Linked DNA regions of Xenopus tropicalis: region 2 is linked to region 1. The links are chromatin contacts, called in public Hi-C maps. All regions are on one chromosome and are shown on one strand. Each heading gives the region's core, a stretch centred on a gene start, on an enhancer-like site or on the middle of the called end of the contact. The rest is flanking DNA. Distances are from core to core; before and after follow the strand shown.

Evidence for each region. Hi-C and Micro-C count contacts between places; a contact is called where the count stands out from the background.
Region 2: a Hi-C map of brain shows a contact between it and region 1, with 6 times the contacts expected there. The contact joins two enhancer-like sites. A contact is called at or near these places in 4 of 5 Hi-C or Micro-C datasets (brain, gastrula embryo, liver and 1 more).

What each region holds. Positions count from the first base shown.
Region 1 is chr4:33,761,870-33,766,549 of UCB_Xtro_10.0, forward strand. No RefSeq gene overlaps it. Among named protein-coding and RNA genes, the nearest start is that of scyl1, 70 kb to the left of the region's middle. Within about 2 kb of position 2,327, at least 11 of the 11 cell types and tissues checked have an H3K27ac peak or open chromatin away from gene starts, as enhancers often do. A contact at or near this core is called in gastrula embryo and liver, where this site is marked.
Region 2 is chr4:33,839,257-33,843,966 of UCB_Xtro_10.0, forward strand. No RefSeq gene overlaps it. Among named protein-coding and RNA genes, the nearest start is that of frmd8, 31 kb to the right of the region's middle. Within about 2 kb of position 2,720, at least 11 of the 11 cell types and tissues checked have an H3K27ac peak or open chromatin away from gene starts, as enhancers often do. A contact at or near this core is called in gastrula embryo and liver, where this site is marked.

The DNA.
Region 1 (4,680 bases), core at 1,077-3,576:
GCGAATTGTCACGACTTTTTCGTAGCCGCTCCGATTTGCTTGTATATTGTTGCGACTTTTTCGTAGCCGCTCCGATTTGCTTGTATATTGTTGCGACTTTTTCGTAGCCGTTACGATTTGCTCGTATATTGTTGTGACTTTTTCGTATTGAGCGCTCGTAAATGGCGGGCAAACCTTTCAGACTTTGCATGATTATGGAAGCCTCCCATAGGACTCAATGGCACTCTGCAGCTCCAACCTGGCCCAAGGAAAGTCACGATACTGAAGCTTGAATGAATCCGAAACTTTCGCTCTCGGAGCGACCGCTACGAAAAAGTCGCAACAATTCACGCAAGTCATAACGCTACGAAAAAGTCGTAACAGCTACGAAAAAGTCGCGACAATTTACGAAAAAAATCGCAAAATACCGATCATTACGAAAAAAACACATTCGGACGCTTTTCGGACGTTCATGGATTAGTAAATGTGCCCCATAGTTTTACTGAGCATGTTCACTTAGTCTGGGTGTCTGTGCAGGAGTGAGGCATTATGGGAACTTTCTTTGCACACCTCAGCGTTTTTTCTTCCTGTTTGGCTTCAGATCTTCTGAACAGGTGAAATATGGGGAGACTTAAGGGGACTATTGAGAGAACTGAAGGTATGCCTGCAGCTTGAGATGAACTCTTAACTAGCCTTTCCTTCTCCTTTAAGGGGACCTCTCTGCTTGGCCAAAATGATGTGCAAGCACACTTGGCTCTCCTCCCCCCCTTGGCTATTTTAAAAGAGGCCAAAGACGGGCAGATTTAAGGCAGATGCCACATGGGCATATTCTCGGCAAGCCGAAAAATGCTTGCCTAGAATACAACCCGCTACTGTAAATGTATCCTACCGTGTGCCTGCATCTGAATGAATGGAATACGCTCGGGTGCAGGCACATGTAGCCGATATCCGCCAAAAAAACCGCATCAGTGTGGCATCAGTCTAAGCTGCCGATTTGTGCTCTTTAGAACGATTTGCCAGCTTATCTGTCCATTTTTGGGGCCACCCGATAGGCCTCCCTGATCTATATCTGTCCAAAAATTGGGCAGGTTTGATTGGCATATGTCCGTCGTTCTAATTCATTTGTTTGGGCCTAGGAAAAATCAAACCTGCACGATCAAGATCTGGCCAGTTTTAGGCCAGATGTTAGTCAGGTAGGCCAGTCGGGGGGTGCTCATGCACGTGCAGATAAGCTGCCGAACTGGTCTAAAGGACCTGAATCGGCAGATGAAATCTTCCTTTGTATGGCCATATTTATGGCAAAGACACATAGAGCTACTTAGTAGCAGCTACATGTCACAGCTACTAAACACCAGAAAATACTCTGCCATAGACAATACTGAGAATTGCCAATTATCAGTAAAAGATCAGCATTGTCTATTTTTGTAGTCATGAAAAGTATCTCTGTGTGTCTTCAACCTTAGGTGGGCATATCAGAAGATGGATCTCATGGCACACGGGGAGATTAGTCGCCCACGATAAATCTTCACTATTGCAGGCGACTAATCTCCCTGACATGCCATCCCACCGGCAAGAATGTAAATTGCTGGTGGGATGGCATACATGTTGCTTCAGTTTCCTGAATTTGCCCGAAGTTTCCTTGCGAGGCAGGCCTTCTGCTTGATCAATAGCTACCTCAGGCAGGACACAAATGGGTGACATGTACAATGACAAGTCCTATTCTAAATATATGATTGTGCAGCTATACACAATACTCCATAAAACACATACCTTTCTATTAGTGTATATGTCACACTTGATGAGGGGAGAGGCAACATGGAGCAGTCTGTAGCACTTACTGGGTAGGCAGCAGGCAGGATTGTAATAAGCAGGGCCCTCATGGCATTCTGTATCAGTCAGTTTATATATTTGTATGTATATACCCTTATATATAAACATATCTTAATAACAATGACTATAAGCAGCGTTGGAAAGAGATACCTACAGAATTGCATCGTTTGTGAAACTACAACTCTCAGAAGCAACCACAAGAGCTAAGCAGAAGCAATGTGAGTTGAAGTTCCAGTAAATTATGACAACAGATAATCGAGAAAAAGCACAGGATGAAAAGAGGAGTTAGTTTGGTATCTAGCGTCATGGCTGTATTTTTAGCCAGCATTATTTCCCCTGCCCCCACTCATCACGTCTCGCAAATACTGCATACACACACACAGAGCGCATGCTCAGGTTACAAGAGGAAAAAAAGCCCATCAGGCAGGAGCCTCTGCGCATGTGCACTCTCTCTCACTGCGTCAGTGAATTTTCTGCTGCGACACAAGGCCTGCACACTGGTTTGAACCGGTTCAGGCACAGGCATGAAGAAGAAGAATATTCATCCGCACAGAGGCCGGATCTATGTTTACTAACACCAGTCGGGCGTGTTATGGCTAAGGCTGAGGAAAATTACAGGAGTGTGCATGTATTGGATAAACAAACACTGCGTTACACAAATAAGGGAGACTTTATACCAGGCTAGGTGCAGGTACATGACGTGTTTGTGCAGAGGTGACTTTTGTCTTGCGTATGCCATGGAGGAGTAAACAAATGTATGCCACACAGATATCCCTTATAAGACATGATTAACTAAGGTTCACTACTTATTTTGAGGTACATAGCCAAGTTTGCAGGAAAGCCATTAGTACAGCGTGTGATAATATACAAGCTGTACACTGTTATCTGAGCTGCTAGAATGTTATGATGACTGAAGGCTATTGGGGATGCTGGGAATTGTAGTTTCACAGGTTACACTATGTACAATAAATTCAGAAGCAGGTTAAAGGCATAATTGCTAACTGTGCAGCATGTGTCTGACACAAAAAGCTACCAAATCTGCAGCCTATGGATTTTAGGGGTAATATGTACAAACCTGTGCTATACCATCTGCTGCTGTGCACACCCACATTACATGGTATCACTAAGTACATATTTGCAATCAGGCTTGCGTGCAGCTCCACAGTAAGTGGGAACTGGAGATGCAGAGTGGTTTAATACAGCTAAACCCCCACATTCTATAGATTGATCAGATGTTATTATGATTGGGGTATTTCCTTTCTTCCTGCATCAAATTGTCTATACAGGTTTGTACATACATTTTGCAAACTGCATTGATTATGCATATTATATTGTTCATCACTTATACAGAGGAAGAATACCCTGTGCTTTGCTGAGGGGCCCAGGGGTCTGCTTCCTCTATAGTTGTAGGAATGCCCCCCTCCCCCAGGATCTTTCTTAGGTGGTGGTTGCTGTGTGTGCTGGGCAGGGGGGCCCGGTGTGGTGTAGTTAAACCACTGGTTCTTTCTATGGTGTGCCCCATACAGACTGCAAATTGTAGCACAGACTGTCCCCAATTCAAAAATCAGAGAACGTTTAATTTGATATAAGTAGTTAGCTACAAACCAAGTAATAAAGGTAACACAGGGCTTTATATATATGTCAGTCCAGCCCTACACAATTCATTTTCGTAAGTAGCCCTTTCCTAGAATGTGAGCAGTATGGCTGCAATCACTAATAATGACTTTGGGTTGACTATGAGTTTTTGAGATCTATTTAAACAGCCAGACATAAAACCAAAAGCTTGTCTCAACAATGATCAGGAAGGGGTAGAAACCTAAAATAAAAGTGCAAATGCACAAATAAATGTATGTGTGTGTATATGTATATATATATATATATATATATATGTATATATATATATATATATATATATATATATATATATATATATGTGTGTGTGTGTTTGTCATCCCCCCTCTTAATGTGTAGATGACTTTTGTGGGACTATTTTTTCACTCTCCTCCTACATTTTCCCTACATGGTATTGGGCGGAAGGACATGCTTCATTCGTTGTACTGCTGCAGAGACCATAAAAGGCAAGAGCTGCTTGTTTATCATTAGACCTATGGGAAGAGCAAAGGACAGGAGAGGCATGCAGACAAGGGAAGGCGTGAGCTCTTTTTTTTTTTTAAATTTAGGCTATAGAATTTCTTTTAACACAGCTACTGGAATTTTAGCTATATTCTAGTGGGCTTAAACATTTTTATTTTCTGAAAGTGTAGAGGGAGAATAAAGGCAAACAAGCAAATAGTATTTTATAGATTAGAAGGAACAGTGATCCAGCATCAGGAAAGCAGAGAGGGAAAAAAAATCGGCATTACTGAACAACTGTATTTACGCAGCCATGAAATGCATAATAGGCTTTGTGTATTGCCTCACTAGCCTCAAAAAGATTAAAGCTAGGCTCTTTAACAGTAATTTAATGTGGAAGTACGTTCATAGATGATAGCTGAAAACGACCACTGAAAATAACAAAGGGAAATGGCTAGAGCAGATTTCTTTATGAAATGTAAGAGCTAAGGCATACCTGCATCATGCTCAGAAAACATAGAAAAGGAGAAAACTGGCAAAGAAAACTGAAGACTAGATTTCTGAAAAGCTAAAAGAAAGTAGTCTATATGTAAAAGGAGAGATTAGAATTCAAAAGCAGACTAGCTTCAGATTTCAAAGAAGATATAAAAAGAAAAACAGAAGATAGCTGCCTTGAGAACAATAAATCTTTATTAAACAGCTAACTTACTTATAGTTACCTTGAAAATAGAAGATAATGCAATCATCATATTAGAAAATAGAAGAAAGAAGAAATTAGCTGTATTTCAGCAATGTGAG
Region 2 (4,710 bases), core at 1,470-3,969, 78 kb after region 1:
CTTGTGTTATTCCTCTACCCAATCCCATTAGGACAAAGCGGTTTAGAAACAAAAGACACACACTAAACTGCCCCAGCTACAGGGCAAAGGGCCTAGAATTAAAAACAGGAGGCATGTGCAGTACACAAAGCTCTGAACATAAAGACATGGCACTTAGATGACCCACCCATCAAATACAAATATAAGGTTACTGCATGGTATAGCACACACTACAAAGTATTAAATATATGTAAGATGCACCTTACAAACAAAATGCTATTATTGGAGACTGCATTTGACAACAGTATTCATCAGCACAGGTTTCAGAATACTATTTTATCATAGTCCATGTTGTGATTGCAGAGCAACACCTTTATGTTGAAATAAATAATGCAAGTTCAGCAAGGGCCTCTCCCATTCTCCTGTTATACTTAGTTCACTTTTTTCCAGGCTGCCTCAACTAATGAATTGCCATGGGCCTCCACCTAAGTCCAACTTTATTAGGTATGAAGAACTAAGGCAACTTGGTGACAATCAAGAAAGATGTTCTGTCCTTTAAGGGAGATAGCACTGGCAATGGGACTTTTATGATGAAGTAACAGCACAGGTATGCATATCTTGGGCCAAAGATCTTAAAAGGACACTGCAGCCAGACGTACATCTCAGGCTATGAGGATGCATCAAGTAAAGGTTCCACTGTAGCCATCTGTTGGTAACGTATGAGTGCTCTGAAAAGAATCTAAAAATATCCATTTTATAAAAGCCCCCTCCCCCTTGGGGTAAACAAAACCCAAAAACATATATACACAATGGCAAGATCAGTTACAAAATATCTCACATTTTTTGCATATTAAAGTTACACTTCCCCTCCTAATTTTTCATCACTGAGAAAAGTGTTTATTGCAAAGTTACTAGAATACACCTCAAAGACACCTCATTTAGCCCAAGAACCTATATAAATTACACATTTGATGATGAAGCATATCAACTTCATGTCAAGACATCACAAGGTTGATTAAGACCTGGAAAATAAAATTGGAGAAGTCTCAATGCTCCCATGCCCTCCCACTGAACCCCAAAATAAATTATGTCACTACTGCCTAATATAATAGTGCAGTAATTAGGTGGTAATGTACCACCTAGTGGTTACACAAAGCTAGAACATAAGGCGTCTAGCAGCTGTACTTAAAAAGAAACTAGATATGCCCCACTGGACACACCCCTTTCCTCCCACATCTAGTAAGAGCATAAGCGTCATATGCTACAACCCACCCCGAGGGATTAATCATGCCTGATTAATGCAGTAGTCAAACGTTCCTCGTCTAGCACCTTTGACCTTCACTGATCAACCTTCCGTCACAATCCATATGCTTACACCCGACATACTGCTGTATTCACACTTCTTCAGTTAACGTGCAGGTAGCCCGTGAAGTGAAAAGAATCTTCAGAAAGACGCATCTTTCATTTGTAGGGAACCTCTTGCGCTTTTTAAAGAGGCCTGAGAATTATAAGACCCAGAAAAACACACAACCACCCCAAAAGCCAAGAGCACGTGCCTATAGCTTTGTATTTGTTGCCCGATATTAGGCGCAATGACTGATAGGTGCAAATGTGCAGTAGCCAACGCCACGCAGCATTCTACTTCTGTTTAAAAGTGAATAAAAGAGCCAGCTAGCCAATAGTAGTTATAAATTGGAGCTGTTACTACATGAACCATACCAACCTATCTGTAACATGGTCTACAGAGGCATTAGTTTTCTATTAAGTGCCTTTCAGGTTGTCCAATTTAGGGTATAAAGGGCTTAACTATAATGGAAGCAGACCTTGTAGCTCCTTAGGTGCCTTCTGCCATAAAATCTATTAATACAACTACTTACAGATTTAAAATAATAAAATAAATAGTTTTAGGTGAACTACACATGTCAAATATTACTAAACGGCTTAAGGACGCACTGATGTTTTGACCAAATAAACATTTGTCGCATAGCATAAGAGCTAAACTGCATATAACTAGTTCTAAATAATAAAAAAAAATCGATATCATTTGTTACAGTGCAGCCATACCCACTCACCCCAGAGTACTGCATAATACTTACCATACGGCCGCCACAGGCTTAGCCATAGTACTTACCACTCGGCCACTACCGCTTCGTACCTTCTACTACTCACTTCTTGTCCGTCATTCGATCACTTTGTCACGTAAGCCCGGGTCGCTTCTTTTTGTAGACTTTGACGCTTCACACCTTGTGACGACATAAATCCTTCCGCTGTATGAAGCTAGTCCCAGCAACACCCATTACGAATAACCTAATTTAGGGTTCTATCTGAATCCACACTCCACATTCTAGTTCGGTTATGCACTTTATAAATATGACTTACAATATGTCACCTTCGTAAAGTCACATGTCACCTGAGTAGTTAAAAAGCGCATACAGAATGCAGAACGTTCACCACCCTCTAAAATACGCATGCGCAAAAGTAATTTTTTAAGTCCAGAGCTAGTAAAGTGAATTAAACTGATTAGCGTGATCGCGTTGTATTTATATTAGCAAACGGCACTTATAAAGCATGACAGAGGGGATTATATATGCGTGGCGATTAAAACTACCAGTTCATTTTCTTTTGTAAATTGGCGGAATGATACTAAAACTTGAGCACGTAACTAGCGGACTGATCCCATTCTCTATTATTAGCGATGGCGTCAGTGCTTGAGAAGTTGCGGAACGATATCTGCTCTGCTTCAATTTACTTTACTGACGCATAGATCCGGCTAAAACCGGTTAGAACTGGATTGTGAAGGATGTTTAATAAACAAAGAAAGGTGCGGTCGAGCCGAGTATGTTCTAGAATCTTACACTTAAAGCTTAAAAGCGACGTTTGGCTCAAATACTTGTTCAAGGTTTTATATAAAAAATAAGTTATAGCTGACTCCAGATAGGCTAATAACGTTGTACAATGGGTAACATATAGCAATATGGCAAAGATAAACGCAGACAATAGCTGTACTGGGGAGATTAGTCTGGCCAAACCTGAAGGAATTGCTGTCTTACTTTAACAAAAAATAAATCTTAGGAGCTGTTTGCCCTAACCCAAGTTTTTAACATATGGATTAAAAAAAAGACTAGTGGCAGTAGAAGGCACTTGTAGCTTTCAAAGGCAGAAAGGGTCATTGCAAGCATGTTGTAGCAGTGGGATGACGACAAAATGTTTAATATTATGCCCCCACAATTAAAGGTGAGTGGGAATTGCCTCCAAAATGCAGTCTTTCACTTGACAGCAGGGTCGGACTGGGGCACCGGCAAAAAACCCAGTGGGCCCCAGCGGCCCAGACCCAATTCTTTCGGTGTACCCCTGGCCGCCGGTAACCCTCCCCTGACACACTGAAAGCAAGTTTCGCGCTCAAGGGAGGACATTGGGTGGGGGGTTAGGGGGGCACCTTGTCTGACCCTGCTTGACAGCACCCCACATTCGGGGGCAGGGGCAGAACTAGGTAGCAGGGGCAAATGCTTAGAGTGCAATAGTGTGCTTTAGGGCCCTAGCACATACCTCTGCTGGGGGTGGTTAGAGGTGATGGCCTTGGGCACCTTTAGCTGATGGCCCTTCTATTCACCTAACATAGGAGGGAATTTTGTCCACGTTGTTATAGGAACACTTTTCAGGCAAATGTGACCTAACATTGGAACCATGCCTGGACTGGGCTTTAACAACAGCCCAAACAGCCCCCCATAGGCCTACTAAATAGTGACTGTCTATGGCATCTTACAGCAGCCACTATGGCACAGGGGTGCTCCTGCCATGAGGAAAGGTGAGAACCTTGCCATAGGCAGCACCAGCCCACAAGTTATCAGGGGTGGCAAAAAAGCATCCTAAAAGCAGCAGAGGGACATAAATCGCCCTGCTCTGGCCAGAATCTACAGATTGGCAGTCCGGGCCTGACTATGGCTAAAGGAGTTAGGGCTCTGGCACATGGGGAGATTAGTCGCCCGCGACAAAACTCCCTGTTCGCGGGCGACTAATCTTCCCGAGTTGCCTTCCCCTGCCATCCCACCGGGGAACATGCAAGTCGCCGGCGGGATGGCACAGCCGGTGGCGCGAATTCCCGAAATCGCCGAAAAAGACTCGCGAGGCTTTTTCGGCGATTTGCGCGAAATTGCGCCACCGCGTGTGCCATCCCGCTGGCGACTTGCATGTTCCCCGGTGGGATGGCAGGGGAAGGCAACTCGGGGAGATTAGTCACCCGCGAACAGGGAGTTTTGTCGCGGGCGACTAATCTCCCCATGTGCCAGAGCCCTTAAGGCAAGCATAGAAAATGTGGCATCAACCTGGGGTCTTTGGTGCTCAAGGGCTTGCATCTTGCTTTATAAAGCAGAAACAAAATGTTCTAAATGTTCTCATATTTTCACCACAAAAGATCCAAATATAAACTGTTTCCTCTATAGGAGCCTTGTCAATGAAATATCCTGCAGAGGGTAGTGCTCGCTTGCTTTGCTGCACTGCGTCATTTTGCAGAAGCTGCAGTACTGGAAAAGTCCAAGGATACAAAGACGTTTTAGCAAAGGCACACTGTATGTATCACTGTGACATTAATCCAAATTATAATTAGAGGCAAAGCATAACGATATGCCCCGCAGATATTCCTTATCAGTTGTAAAAGCATTTCTGTCCTAATACAGAGTGTGGATGGGCAGATTTCTGTAGGGTTCAACCTGACAAGGCCCTGGCAGAAATGCT